3 separate regions of the Mus musculus genome follow, and regions 2 and 3 are each linked to region 1. The links are chromatin contacts, called in public Hi-C and Micro-C maps. All regions are on one chromosome and are shown on one strand. The core of a region is the stretch at or near the end of the contact, and the rest is flanking DNA. Distances in the headings are between cores, read along the strand shown. Region 1 holds the start of B3gat2 (beta-1,3-glucuronyltransferase 2 (glucuronosyltransferase S)). Region 2 overlaps B3gat2 (beta-1,3-glucuronyltransferase 2 (glucuronosyltransferase S)). Region 3 has its middle 41 kb from the start of B3gat2.

Region 1 (4,414 bases), core at 1,014-3,513:
CAGTGTTTCATCACAGTGATAGTAGTCCTATCTAAGCCAAGAACACGGGGAAAGGAGTGTGACAACAGTCCTTGAATGTCTTAGCCGTTTGAGATCAGTGATTCTGTATGCTAGCTAACATCCCAAGTTAGATTCCATGTTTGATGGTCAAAGTCTCTGACTAGCCCCATTCCTGGGGGAAACACAATTCAGATGGGGTTTTATAGGTGCAGACTACCAAAGACATCCATCCCACTGAGTTTCACCCCCAATATCTCTAGGCATCTCTCTTCAACCGAATTTGAGATGTCCAACAAAGTTGGGAAGGATTCATAACAACTTTGGGAAAGAGAAGGGGATTGGACACATTTGTGTGTTACTGTCTGGAGTTTAAGAAAAGTCTGTAGAGATTCCCCTCAGTTTTCTTCCCCTTGGGATGCTGGCACAGCCATCACACTCTGAGGTAGAATACAGCAGGGAGTCTAATGGGATCACTGTTTTAGGATCTTGGCCTCACCACTTTGCACAACATTGGGCTCTGGGTGACACAGGAAAGGTGGGACTGAAGGCTAGGACTTAGTTGGTTTGTGGAGAAAGGGAGAACGTTTGAGAACTCACTATTAGATGTCTGTATCTAAGTGTAACAAGGCCCCTAGTAGGCACCTAGACCTTAACACAACTGCCTCGGCGGAAGCACCGTTCAGGGTATAAAGCTCAGCATGTAGACCGTACCACCTGCCAAAACGGAAACAAAGGCCCAATCCATCAAAGTCCATATAGTCACGGGAAGTCTCAAAATGCACTAACCTTGCTTTTTACCTTTTGTAGTTCCGATTCTGACGCACTGTTCTTGTTAACTGAAGTATGTCAACCCAGAACGTGGCTTTTGTTGTTTAGGTTTGGTTTTTTGTTTTGTTTTATTTTTTTGTTTTTTGGTGTTGTTGTTGTTGTTGTTTGCTTAAACGCTCACCCTGAGAAAGCCTCAGCGCTACCTTGGGATTCAAACACCCAATGTAGTCACCGGCTGGCTAATAAATGCTTTATATATTTGCTTCAACCCAAGTCGGAGCAGTCTTCTCTAGTGACTACCCCACAACATAAGAGAGTAGTTGTGAAAATTCACAGGTGCGCAGTGCCAGACACCGAACCCAAGATGCAGGACACAGCCACGTGAAGGTGGAGGATCTGCCCCAGCGTGCTGCTTGTTCCTCAGGAACATAGTCAAAAGGATTTTCATGCGACAGAGAAAGTCGGGTTGCGGAGGAAAACGGAATCAGAAATGATTCATTGGGGGTGGGGGTGCTTTCCTCAGACTCCCTGGAATGTGCTTGGAATGAGAACAGCCTGGGGTTCGTTCGGCTAATAGATTCTCTATATATGAGAGGGTCTTCCAGGTATTTCCGCTTGCCATCCTCTGACCCACTTGATCTGATGGCATCACCTAGGAAGACCGGTCACTCACAGCCAGGCTGTGCTGATGATGTGCAGTGAAGAGGCAGTGGGTTCTATCCAGGACGCCCACGTTCTATTTCCACTAAGTCAGTTACCACTGACCTCAGGAAATTCCCTTAAGTCTCCATCTTCTGCTCCTTCATCCAGAAAATGAAGGTGATTCCACCTCCAAAGCCTCCTTGAAAGGATTACAGGGATGGTCCTGGGGGATAATTCCTGTGCCTGCAAACTGGGAAGGCTCCAACATGAACAAAAGCAAGTTACACATACTCAGCCGGAGTTGTCAAAATGTCCCCCACAGATCCAACTGTGGCCGAGCAGTTGCGATTGATTCCTTGGAATGGGCTGGCACACATGCCAGACACCTATGTGCGGCACCCCCTCCATCTCTGTGGGATTCTATTGATTTCTGCCTTTCAAGAGAAAGTGGTTCTCTTTGCTGAGGTTCTGTACACCAACCCTCAAGCCAGGGAAGGACCGCTTTGTCCCCTCCCTCTTTCTCCTTCTGCCCTCTTTAGGACTCCGGACTTGTCACACGTGAATGGGTTTCCTTGGCTGATCTCCAAAGACCCTGCAGCAGTTCAGTGAGCTGAACCCTGGGGCGATCTGAAAACAGCACCCACCACCTCCACACACACACACACACACACACACACACACACACACACACACCCCAGGCAGAGGTCGCGCAACCCAGCAGAGATCCTCCTCCCTCCCCCTGCCTCTGCCCGCAGGCAGCGCCTGGTGCCACCGGGCTCAGACCCCGCAGAGAGCCTTGGCCCTTCCCGCCTCCGCCCCGCAGCCCCTCTCCGCCAGTAGCAGCGCTGCTATCTTCCCACCGGAGCACTAGGAGGACGCCCGAGTCTGCAGCGCCCCCGCCCCCTCGCTTTTTCTTTCTTTCCCTGCTTTGGGATCTTGCTGTCTGGAGCCGGGAGAGGTTCCGAGAAGGAGAGAGCGGCACAGGTTTCTGCCGCGGCGCTCGAACGGGAGCTTAGGGACGCAGCATCCTCGGTGTCCACCCGGGATCGCAGCTGCACCGGCCGACATGTGACGGAGGAAAGCCCTCAGCATTCCCGGCAACCGCCTTCAAAGGGGTCCCGGAACGCTCGCCCAGGCCAGCAGCTGGATCCTCTTAGCCCTCAGCGACGCGGGACAGGAGCGGCAAGGTACAACGCCTGGTACGTTCCAGGCTCGCACTCGGGAAAAGAGCGCAGCGGGGACCGCCGCCTGGCTTGCACTCGGCACAACTCCGGGACCTGCGGAGTGCGGCTGGACCGTGTCCAGATTCCCGCCGACTTCATCCAGAGTGACCCAAGACCCTAGCCGGTCCTCCTGCACCCCCTGGAGTTCTAGCTTGCCCTGCATCTGCGCCGACCCCACAACGCCCAGGTCCCCGCAACGCCCCAGTCCGGAAGGGGAGCGCGCTTGCGGCTTCTCCCTGATTGCAGACGCTGCCGCTGTCCTAACTGCACACAGAGGTCCCCTACCCGGAGCCTAGTCCTTGCAGGGGGTGGTGTCCGAGACGCTGGGGAGCGCGCACCATGAAGTCCGCGCTGTGCAGCCGCTTCTTCATCCTCCTGCCCTGGATCCTGATTGTCATCATCATGTTGGACGTGGACCCCCGCAGGCCCGCGCCCCAACTCACTTCCCGTCCCTACTTCTCTCCCCATGCAGTGGGCTGCGGGGGCTCCCGAGTCCCGCTCCGACGGAGTAGCCCCGGGCGTGACGCTGCCGAGAAGCGGAACGAGTCTCGGCCTCAGCTGCAGCCGGAGCCGCGCTTGCCCACCATCTATGCCATCACACCCACCTACAGTCGCCCGGTGCAGAAAGCCGAGCTCACTCGCCTGGCCAACACCTTCCGCCAGGTGGCGCAGTTGCACTGGATCCTGGTGGAGGACCGGGCGACGCGCAGCGAGCTGGTGAGCAGCTTCCTAGCTCGGGCCGGCCTGCCCAACACGCACCTGCATGTGCCCACGCCGCGGCGCTACAAGCGACCGTGGCTGCCGCGCGCCACCGAACAGCGCAACGCGGGCCTCGCCTGGCTGCGCCAGAGGCATCAGCATCAGAGCGCGCAACCCGGCGTGCTCTTCTTCGCCGACGATGACAACACGTACAGTCTGGAGCTCTTCCAGGAGGTAGTGGTCCAGCGCCGATGGTGGGGTGTAGGGTGTGTGTGGGGGGGAGGGGGGACAAGGGGCGGTTGGGCCCCGAAGGTCTGCATGCCCTTTGTGCTTCCTGTACACTTTTGAGTTCTCAGTCCCTTCGAGCACGCATCCCGCACTCGGCGTGGAGCAGCTGAAGATGGGCAGTCCACAGCCTCTTCGGCTGGCTGCGGTGGGTGGAGAAGGGGTGTTGGTGGGTGGAGAAGTCTGCCCCGAGGTGTCTTGCCCTGTCCGGGATTGTGTTCAGTAAATAATAGTACAGGTGATTTGCCCAACTGGATGACGCCCAAAGCTGGAGCTAGGCTTGATTTTCTTGGAGACTGGATCAGTGCCTACAGGTGATTCTGAGTGGAGACAAATGTGGGATAAAGGTACTATCCCACATATCATCCCACTGAGTTGATACTAACAACTCAGCTTAGGGACCAATCTCTTCTAGTACAGCCAGCCCCCTGGTGTGAGATTGATCCCTGGTACATGCACCTACGTGTATGAGGGAGGGTCTTCCTTTGGTCTTTACCTATCGCATTGGCAAATGAATTAGAATTATTCTGCCCAGTCCTTAAGGACCCGCCCCCCACCCCTGCCCCAGGCATCACCCGAATGGCCTGCTGGGCCATTCTCTGAGTGGAATTTATCAAGCCACTCTTGCTTGGCCTGAGTTCCTTGAGCGCTGCCCCGCCCCCTGCTGCTGAAGTGGCCTGTGTTCCCTGGGAGGCCACCTGCATGCAGCCACAGGGATAGAGCCGGTGGCCTTTCTTGAGACTGTTTTGTGGTAATGTTGTAGGTCTGTAAGGGTTGGTGATTTCTCTCTCTCTCTC
Region 2 (4,414 bases), core at 598-3,097, 60 kb after region 1:
ATCCTCACCCTAGTTTCCTGGAAGTCAGTCTTCCACTAGGAGCCTTTGGATGAAGACATAGAACTCTCAGCTCCTCCTGCACCATGCCTGCCTGGATACTGCCATGCATCCACCTTGATGATAATGGACTGAACCTCTGAATCTGTAAGCCAGCCCCAATTAAATGTTGTTTTATTAAGACTTGCCTTGGTCATGGTGTCTGTTCACAGCAGCAAAACCCTAACTAATACAGACCATAAGAAGCTCAAGAAGAAGGAAGACCAAAGTATGGGTGCTTCAGTCTTTCTTAGAAAGGGAAACAAAATACTCATGGGAGCAAATATGGAGGAAAAGTATAGGACAGAGACTGAAAGAAAGGCCATCCAGAGACTGTCCCACCTGGCGATTCATCCCAGATACCAAACCCCTACACTGTTGTGGATGTCAAGAAATGCTTGCTGACAGGAGCCTGATATAGCTGTCTCCTTAGAGGTTCTGCCAAAGCCTTACAAATACAGAGGCGGATTCCCACAGCCATCCATTGGACTGAGCATGGGGTCCCCAGTGGAGGAGTTAGAGAAAGGACTGAAGGAGCTGAAAAGGTTTGCAACCCCATAGGAAGAACAACAATATCAACCAAGCAGACCCCCCAGAGCTCCCAGGGATTAGGCCACCAACCAAGGAATACACATGGCTCCAGCTGCATATGTAGCAGAGGATGGCCTTGTCAGGCATCAATGGAAGGAGAGGTCCTTGGTCCTATGAAAGCTCAATAGATGCCCCAATGTAGGGGAATTGAGGGTGAGGAGACAGAGGTGGGTGGTGGGTGGAGGAACACCCTCATAGAAGCAGGGGGAGGGGATAGGAAGTTTCTGGGAGGGGGGAAACTGGGAAAGAAGATAACATTTGAAATGTAAATAAAGAAATTATCCAACAAAAAAAAATGGTGAAAAAAAAAAAGAAACAGGGAGAAGAGCTCTCAGGTCCTTAGGCCCATGAATTAGGTACTTTCTTCCTCATTTTCGTGTTAGTATGGAGAGGGAGGGGAGAAGGAAAGGGAAGGGGAGAGTGAATGAGTGAATGAATGAATGAATGAATGAATGAATGAATGAATGAATATGAGAATGAATGAATGAATGAATGAATATGAGAATGAATGAATGGCTATGGATGAATAAGTGTGCGTGAATGATAATCTCTAAAGTGGGAGAAGGAAGCCAGAAGCTGCATCCTGCAGAGAAAATGGTGTTCAGTGGCTCCGTGGCAGTTGTTTATGACAATGTTTTGCACTTCGGGTATCTCTAGTATTTATCAGGCTGACTGAGAAGCCATATAGCGTGGAATCACTGTGGACTATATTGCTTTTGCTCCTGAGCATGGCCAGCAGCAGTGCTCAGAACCCAGCATGCTGGTGTTTTGGTGAAGCCATAGCTTAGCCCAGCACTGAAGCTCCTGTAAATATCAGATATAGAGGAGAGATGCTCCTGCCTGCCTCGTGTCCTCCATACAGCCTTCAGACTGTCTTCTGGTGTCGCATTGGACTTTCCTGATGCTGAAAATCTGTCAGATAACGTAAGACACTGCTTTGAAGTTTTCCTGTGTGCATGATGTTAGACAGAAGCAGACGTGGCATGATATTTTCTTGAAGGTGACATGGTACTACTATTTTAAAGGAAAGGATCTGCTCTATAGGGCATTTTTAAAACTCTCTAATCATTACCCCTTAAGTTAACATCCCTCTGAGATGGAGAGGAAGCATTGCAGGAGGCCGGCCTGTGGCTTGCTGTTGGCTTTGGGTATGCACTGCTCTGCCAAGACAATGGGAACCCTGGAGTATTCTACAGGGCTGTGCCTGAGGCTTCTATTCCCAGAATAACTCTGGCATCTGACAACTGACTCAAACAGGCAGTCCACGCAGCATTTTAGGTCTGCTCTGTGGGCAGGGAATTACTTTCAAGTGACAGCCTCATTTCGGCCACTTCTGCGGAAATGTCAGTAACGAACATTGCTTGAAAGAGCTGAGCTGAAGGTAATTTGAAGCCACTCCAGGGAATCCAGATTTGCTTAAATTCAGAACTTAATGCTGAGAGCCTTATATTGAATTATACATATATGTTATATTAAAATGTCTATATTTCATTTTTATATTAAAATGTTTCCATAAAGTATATTTTGATCATGTTTATGTTGACCTTACATTACCTTAGCATTAACTCCAGGAAGCAGCAAGGCGAACATTGTACTCGGTTAATAACGGCATGAACAATTTCTGGGTGAGTGTCTGGCGTGCAGTGGATACTCTCTTCTGATAAAAACACCAAACTGAATGTGCCACATTTCTGGTACTAATCAGCTAAGGCTGGTGCATGTTCCATAAATTTGAGCTTTTCAGACAGACACACAAGCCACACTTTGGGATTCCTAGGCCAAGTATGGCTTCTGAGACTCCATTGTACTGATGTGTTCATATACAAAGCCAGACGCCCGTTAAGTGATATCCCGGTCACTTTTGATGCTTTAGATATTTCATGATGGACACAAAATGATCATGAAGTGTTTCTCACATGTGGCTTTCCAGGTACATCTTCCTGATGCCTGAAAGTCCAACCACCATGAGAACATGAAATTCCTGAGAAAGGACTCTTTCATTCAGGGAACATGGAGCTGCCTGGGGTTGTATCCTGGGAGACAGAACCAGGGAAGATGGTAGAGGAAAGAAAGGACAGAGAAATAGATTGTGCGTCTGGTTGTTAAATACCACAGGCGTCACAGGCTGTAGGTGATGGTGAATGTAGAGTCAGGAGCACGGGCAGTATGGAAGACAGGAGTCCACAGGGGCGACACCCAGTAAGAACAAACTGTCATCAAAATGGAGGAAAGTTGGCTTCCAGTAGAGCAGACAGGACGTTTTATCTCTGAAGAGCATAGAGGTTTGGAGAGAACAGGAACATCAAGGGTGTTGTGGATATATGAAGCCAAAAGGCCTACAAGAAGAGGTTCCTGGGAGAGGTTAGGATAGAATGACTCCTGAGATTCCATCAACGCTAGGTGTGTTATTTGGGCAAGTTCTGGTTTTAGGAACTGGAGTTATTAGACACTAAACCTCTGTTCACAGTGTAGTTTCTGTTGACACAACTTTTTCTAACCATTAGGCTTCATCATCTAACCAGGTGGCAGGGGATTTAGACTCTGGGGCCCATCCTAGACCTTTGGGGGAAGTGGGTTGATAATGGGTGTGGGACTGGAAGGGCCAAGGGTGACCAAGAGGTAAGAGAAAGGCGGTGTCAGTTTCAGAAGCCAGAGACTATTATCTCCTTCCCTCTCCCTCACCCCACCTCTATGTGTTCATCTCCCTCCCCCTCTCCCTCCCTCTCCCCCTCTCCCTCTCCCCCTCTTTTCCTCTCTTCTCTCTCTCTCAGGTGGCCATAGTAGAACAGGCATGTAATCCTATTGTTTGGAAGATAGAGTCTGAAGGCTCAGGAATCCAAGGTCAACTTTGACTATGTGGCAAGTTTGAGGCTGGTCTGACCTATGTAAAACACTGTCTCACATAGTAGGGGGTAGAGGGTATAGGAGGGATAGAAAGAGGGAAGGGAAAGTTTTGAAAGCTCCAATGGAAAGGAAATTAGGGTGGTAGACACAAGGATATGTGATGGACCAGTTCTCCTAGTTGAAAACTTTTACTTCTGGATGAAGGATGACATTAGTTAAAATAATAATTAATAATAATAATAGTGATCTAGGACTGGAAAGCAGGAGGTCTGGCTGTCAAGGTGGGGGTGGGGTCACCAGATGAGTGGTAAAGTGTTATCTGTCCCTTTTCCACACTGATTGAGCAACACACTCAGCATTTTAGACAGTTCATGACTGACGCAAACGTGATGAGACCATGAAGTGTTTCTCACATGTGACTTACCAGGAGTGTCTCCTAGATGCTTGCAGTTCTCTGAATTCCCTGCCTGGAGTTCAGTGGTCACAAGTGTGTGAAAGCCAGGAAAAGGGGGCCTTTGTTTAGGGAGAATAGAGCTGCCTGAGATTGTATCCAGGGGACAGTCACCTCACCTGGCCACAGAAGCGGTTGGGGGAGGAGCCAGGGAAGATTGAACCAGCAGAGAGGATAGACCAAGGAAGGGAGAGATCACAAGACCCAACTCAATTGGTAGCATGCAATAGGAAATGTATTTGGGGCTAAATTTTGTGTACACAGAGCATCTGTTTCATCAGATTCAGGACAGATGTGGTACAAGAGGTGGCACTTGAGAGTCACCTTATTCTGCTGGCTCGGAGCAAACAGGGATCAGTCTCAATGGGACGCATCTTGGGAACAACAGATGGGGAAAGGCAACAGGGGTCAAACCATGAGGACTTAGTGACGATGCAGTACAATGCCCTGTGCTTAGTGGAGAGTCTGAAATGCTTCAAATAGGCAACTTGT
Region 3 (4,414 bases), core at 507-3,006, 41 kb before region 1:
AGCATTCAGAGATGTGTCAGCAAGCTGTATCCCAGAGAGTAATGGACAGCCCAAAGCTATTTAAGTTCCCTGTTTCTCATTCAAAGTCTCCCGAACACAGCCCTCACGAAAATGAAACACTCACACAATCTGATCCCCCGCTGTGTTATGGCAAGATGCAAAGATTCATTCTTTTCTTATTTATACTGCATTACTGCATGGGCCGCAGCTACCCACAGAAACTTGATTACAACAATGAAGCTCAGTTAGCTAAGATGAGCCTACGTGCATTAACCACAGCCTTTGAGTTTGCTGTCGCACCATTAACAGAAGCTCAGAATGTCCTCCAAGGTCAACCATAGATGCTGACAATAGGCCTGGATTGACTATGTCTCCTTAAACCAGAAGCTACGGCTCAGTTAAATCTCAGCATCATGGGATGGACAGGCAGCTGTGTTTGTGAATAACTTAAGAAGTCATTAGAAAGACACACAAACTTGTCTCGCTATGGCCAGACTGTGAATATGATTTATGTATGCAGGCATATACTCTGTGATGTCACCAACGCAGATCTTCCCAAACTTCATTATAAACAACATAGAGACTAAACTTACCCTGGATACTCTTGGAGGTAGCTAAAAGTCAACCCTTAAAAATAAATATTAAAAACCCGTGGATTCAGCAGGTGCTAAGTGTTCATATAGGGATTTTGAACTGAAATAAATGTAGCCCAGCTTCTTGCAGTAGGTACAGAATTCCTTCCCTTGTTCTGTATTGTTCTGTCTTACTCACTTGCTCTCAAATCCTCAGAGCCAACCCATGCCCATATGTAAAGAAAATACAGTGTTCTTTCTTTTTTAAAATAAAGTTTAAATTTTATTTATTATTTTGTATTTATTTTTATTAATTTTAATCATGTATAGGTGTGCATATCTGCACATGGGTATATTCTGCGAATGCAGGTACCTGTGGAGGCCAGGGAGCCTCTGGAGTTGGAGTTACAGAGCATTGTGAGCAGCCATGCAGGTGCTGGGACTTGAACCCAGTTCCTCTTGGAAAGTAGCCAGAGCTCTTCACTGCTGAGCCTTCAGCCTCTGGGGTGCTCTAATTTGTTAAATATCAAAGGGTGCCCATTAGTCCATTTCTGTTAGCTTTCAAGCTTTTATTAACAAAGGTATTATTACTACCAAGTAATAACTGAGCTAGGCGAAGCCCAGGTAGATTCGCTGTTTCGGTGGTGAGGGAGTTAAGGAAATCTTGGCCTAGCCATTTGGGTTTATAAGAAAATATTCTTTTGCCCGCACAGACTCATATCTGAATGTAATAAAGTTCACCGTGGAAGTATGCAACGATTTAAGTGAGATACTTTGTCCCCCATAGACTTGGGCATTTGTATACTTGGTCCCCATCGGGTCAAGCTGTTTGGGTAGGTTTAGGAGGTGTGGCTTCGTGAAAGAATGTCACTGGTGGGTGGGCTTTGAGGTTTAAAAAGACACGCACCAGTCCCCACTCACTCGCTGCTTCCTGTTTGTGGTTTGATGTGTGAGCCCTCGGCTGCTCCAGGGCCCATGCCTGCTTGCTGTCTGCTTCCCTGTGTGAAGGTGATGGATGCTTAGGCCTCCGGAACCCTGAGGCCAAATGTACCCTTCCTTCTTTAAGCTACCCCATGCATGGCATTTTATCCCAGCAATAGAAAAGCAAACTATACATGGTCTAAATTCTGCCTATGTGTATATGGAAATGAATTAAACGAAACTAAAACCATACACCATATTTTAGAGGTGCCGTACCTATGAGGACAATGGAGTATTTATATACTCCAGTTTCATTTCTTCTTTTCACACAAATATTTCTGGTTTCCATTTATCTTATTCTTCAGCTCATAAAATGTTGTTTATACCCTTTTATCTCGACTAGCTAATGGCAAAATGAAAGCCCTGCCTCCTGATTGTAATCTGAACTCGATTCACCAAAATCAAAACACAGGGGGGGGGGGTGGGGGGGGGCTGCCCGGAAGGTGAGTGTCAAACAAACATGAAGGCCTAAGGTGGGGTCTCCACACCTATGTTTAAAAAGTCTGCAGTCCAGGACTGGGGAGGCAGAGGCAGGGGCATCCTGGAGCAATCTGGCCAGACAGGATAGCTAAGGAGGTGAGCAGCAGATGTAGTGAGAGACCATATCAAACAAACGAAGACATAGCTGTTCAGCTGGAGATATGGTCCAGTGATTAGAGGGCTTGCTGCTTCTGCAGAAGACTCCCAGAAGGCAGAAGAGGTGGCTCACAACTGCCTGTAACTCCAGCTGCAGGCAGAGTCTCTGATGTGTCTTCTAGACTCAACAGGCACCACACTCACATGCACACACACCCTCCCCAACACACACGTTCAAGGACACACAATACAAGTTGAAACAAAATCTTAAAAGAAAATAAGGTAGCACCCACAAACATGCATATACACATATACTCACACACACTCACACACACACTCACACTCATACACACATTCATTCACACACTCACACACTCATTCACACACATATACACACTCTCACAACCACATACATACACACTCACAAACACTCTCACACACACTCACACACATGCATATACTCATATACACACATACACACACTCATACACACTCACACACATATCTCACACACTCACACACTCATTCTCACTCACTTTAACACACTCACAAACACACACTCTCACACACTCACAAACACACACTCTCACATACTCATACACACTCACTCTCACACACACTCACGTACATTCACACATTCATAAACACACACACACTCACACACACACACTCATTCACACACTCACATACTCATTCACACACATATACACACTCTCACAATCACACATACATACACACTCTCACACACTCACAAACACTCACACACACACACATGCATATACTCATATACACACATACACTCATACACACTCACACACATATACTCACACACACATTCACACACTCACTCTCACTCTAACACACTCACAAACACACACTCTCACACTCTCACACACTCACAAACACACACTCTCACATACTCACACACACTCACTCTCACAGACACTCACGTATATTCACACATTCATAAACACACACACACACACACACATCCCACAGAGGAGGCCGGATAACCAACTGCTAAAATTTATACCCTATGTATAAGCAGGTACTGCTAACTTCAGCACCCCTGATGATTGACAATTAGCCACTCTGAGTTCTCACCGGTACTTTATCCAATTAGTTTGCTAGTGGATGGGAAAAAGAGAGGGAGGCCTTGTTTTTGCCTGCCATTATCAGTGTTTCGTTATATGAAAGGAAAATATCAAATGCATTTTATAGTCGTAGCTTTTCCAGAAGGAAGTAGGGCACACCGTGTTTACCAGGCAGAATGGAGAACTTTAACAAAAGCAGGGGCTTCGGGGACACAGTAGACGCTGATTAAATGACCAGCTCAGCTCAAGTCCACGCTGTTAACCCTCCCGGTGGCCTATTCAGTAGCTCACCTGGAAAGGAGCGAAGAGAAAGCTTTCCCTGCGGATTAGGCCAGCTTCCAAACTTCAAGGTGAATGTTTAGTATAAAAGATTACATTGTGCCTGGCACCGTGGTTCTACAGTGATTTCTCAGCTTGCTATCTGTGCACACAGTAGCATGTTTAAGAGGGGAGCTGGGAAAAGCTTTCAGCGTGGCTAGTTAAGATTTGCAGCTGAAGCAGGCATAGCGGGATACTCAATTATGGACAGCATATTATGCTAGGGCAAAATTTTAGTGCATATTTTCTTCTTCCTAAACATTAAAATAGTAATGAGCACTGCTTAAGTTTCTCACAGATAGGAAAGGATATGTATCGTCTCTGTCACGTCAGCACATATGCATACAGACGGCACATGCGCGGTGTTCACCTTGGCAAATGCATCAATTCTGTGCCTTTATTTTCATTATGAGGGTTATGATTTGGTATGCAAAATTTCAGAAAAACTAAGATTATAGCTGAGGTGCTGTGATGGTGAGGTGTCAGTTTGACAGTCTATAGAACCATCCAGGATAGTAAGCCCCGAGGCATGCCTGTTGGGGGGGGGGGGTATCTTGATGCTGTTAATTGAGGGGGTGGATCCTTCTTAGTTGTGGGTGGGTCCATTTCTTAGTCAGGGAGTTCTGGGCTGTGTGCAATGAAGACAGCTAACCCAGCTAACCGGGCATTAGCACACTTCATTGCTCTCTTCTGACTGACTGTGGATGTAATTCAAGCACTAGCTGCCTTCCCTTCCCCATCATGAACTGTGAGTTAAAAATAAGCCTTTTTTCTCCATTAAGTTTCTGTTGTCACAGTATGTATATCACAGCAATGTGGTAAATGGCAGGTGGTGACGAACTCCATCTAAACGGTATGATACTTCCGACTTAT

The links. Hi-C and Micro-C count contacts between places; a contact is called where the count stands out from the background.
Region 2: a contact with region 1 is called in a Hi-C map of cerebellar granule neurons, with 2.2 times the contacts expected there. The contact joins the enhancer-like site here to the promoter of B3gat2 in region 1. A contact is called at or near these places in 3 of 39 promoter capture datasets (embryonic stem cells, hippocampal neurons and pre-B cells), 13 of 484 Hi-C or Micro-C datasets (the N1E-115 cell line, Sertoli cells, cardiomyocytes and 6 more), 7 of 115 datasets of contacts at active chromatin or transcription factors (embryonic stem cells, fibro-adipogenic progenitors, forebrain and 1 more) and 1 of 9 other capture datasets (pancreatic islet).
Region 3: a Micro-C map of B cells shows a contact between it and region 1, with 2.5 times the contacts expected there. The contact joins the enhancer-like site here to the promoter of B3gat2 in region 1. A contact is called at or near these places in 1 of 15 datasets of contacts at CTCF or cohesin (large pre-B cells), 3 of 484 Hi-C or Micro-C datasets (B cells and pre-B cells), 4 of 115 datasets of contacts at active chromatin or transcription factors (craniofacial prominence, embryonic stem cells and neural progenitor cells) and 3 of 9 other capture datasets (adipose tissue, liver and pancreatic islet).

What each region holds. Positions count from the first base shown.
Region 1 is chr1:23,759,663-23,764,076 of GRCm38.p6, forward strand. It overlaps B3gat2 (beta-1,3-glucuronyltransferase 2 (glucuronosyltransferase S)), which reads left to right and starts at 2,264. Exons shown (of 4, transcript NM_172124.2): 1 at 2,264-3,566. The coding sequence starts at 2,973.
Region 2 is chr1:23,819,979-23,824,392 of GRCm38.p6, forward strand. All of the region lies in intron 2 of B3gat2 (beta-1,3-glucuronyltransferase 2 (glucuronosyltransferase S)), which reads left to right. Among named protein-coding and RNA genes, the nearest start is that of B3gat2, 60 kb to the left of the region's middle. Within about 2 kb of position 1,848, at least 4 of the 459 cell types and tissues checked have an H3K27ac peak or open chromatin away from gene starts, as enhancers often do. A contact at or near this core is called in cerebellar granule neurons and cerebellum, where this site is marked.
Region 3 is chr1:23,719,030-23,723,443 of GRCm38.p6, forward strand. No RefSeq gene overlaps it. Among named protein-coding and RNA genes, the nearest start is that of B3gat2, 41 kb to the right of the region's middle. Within about 2 kb of position 1,757, at least 19 of the 459 cell types and tissues checked have an H3K27ac peak or open chromatin away from gene starts, as enhancers often do. A contact at or near this core is called in B cells, where this site is marked.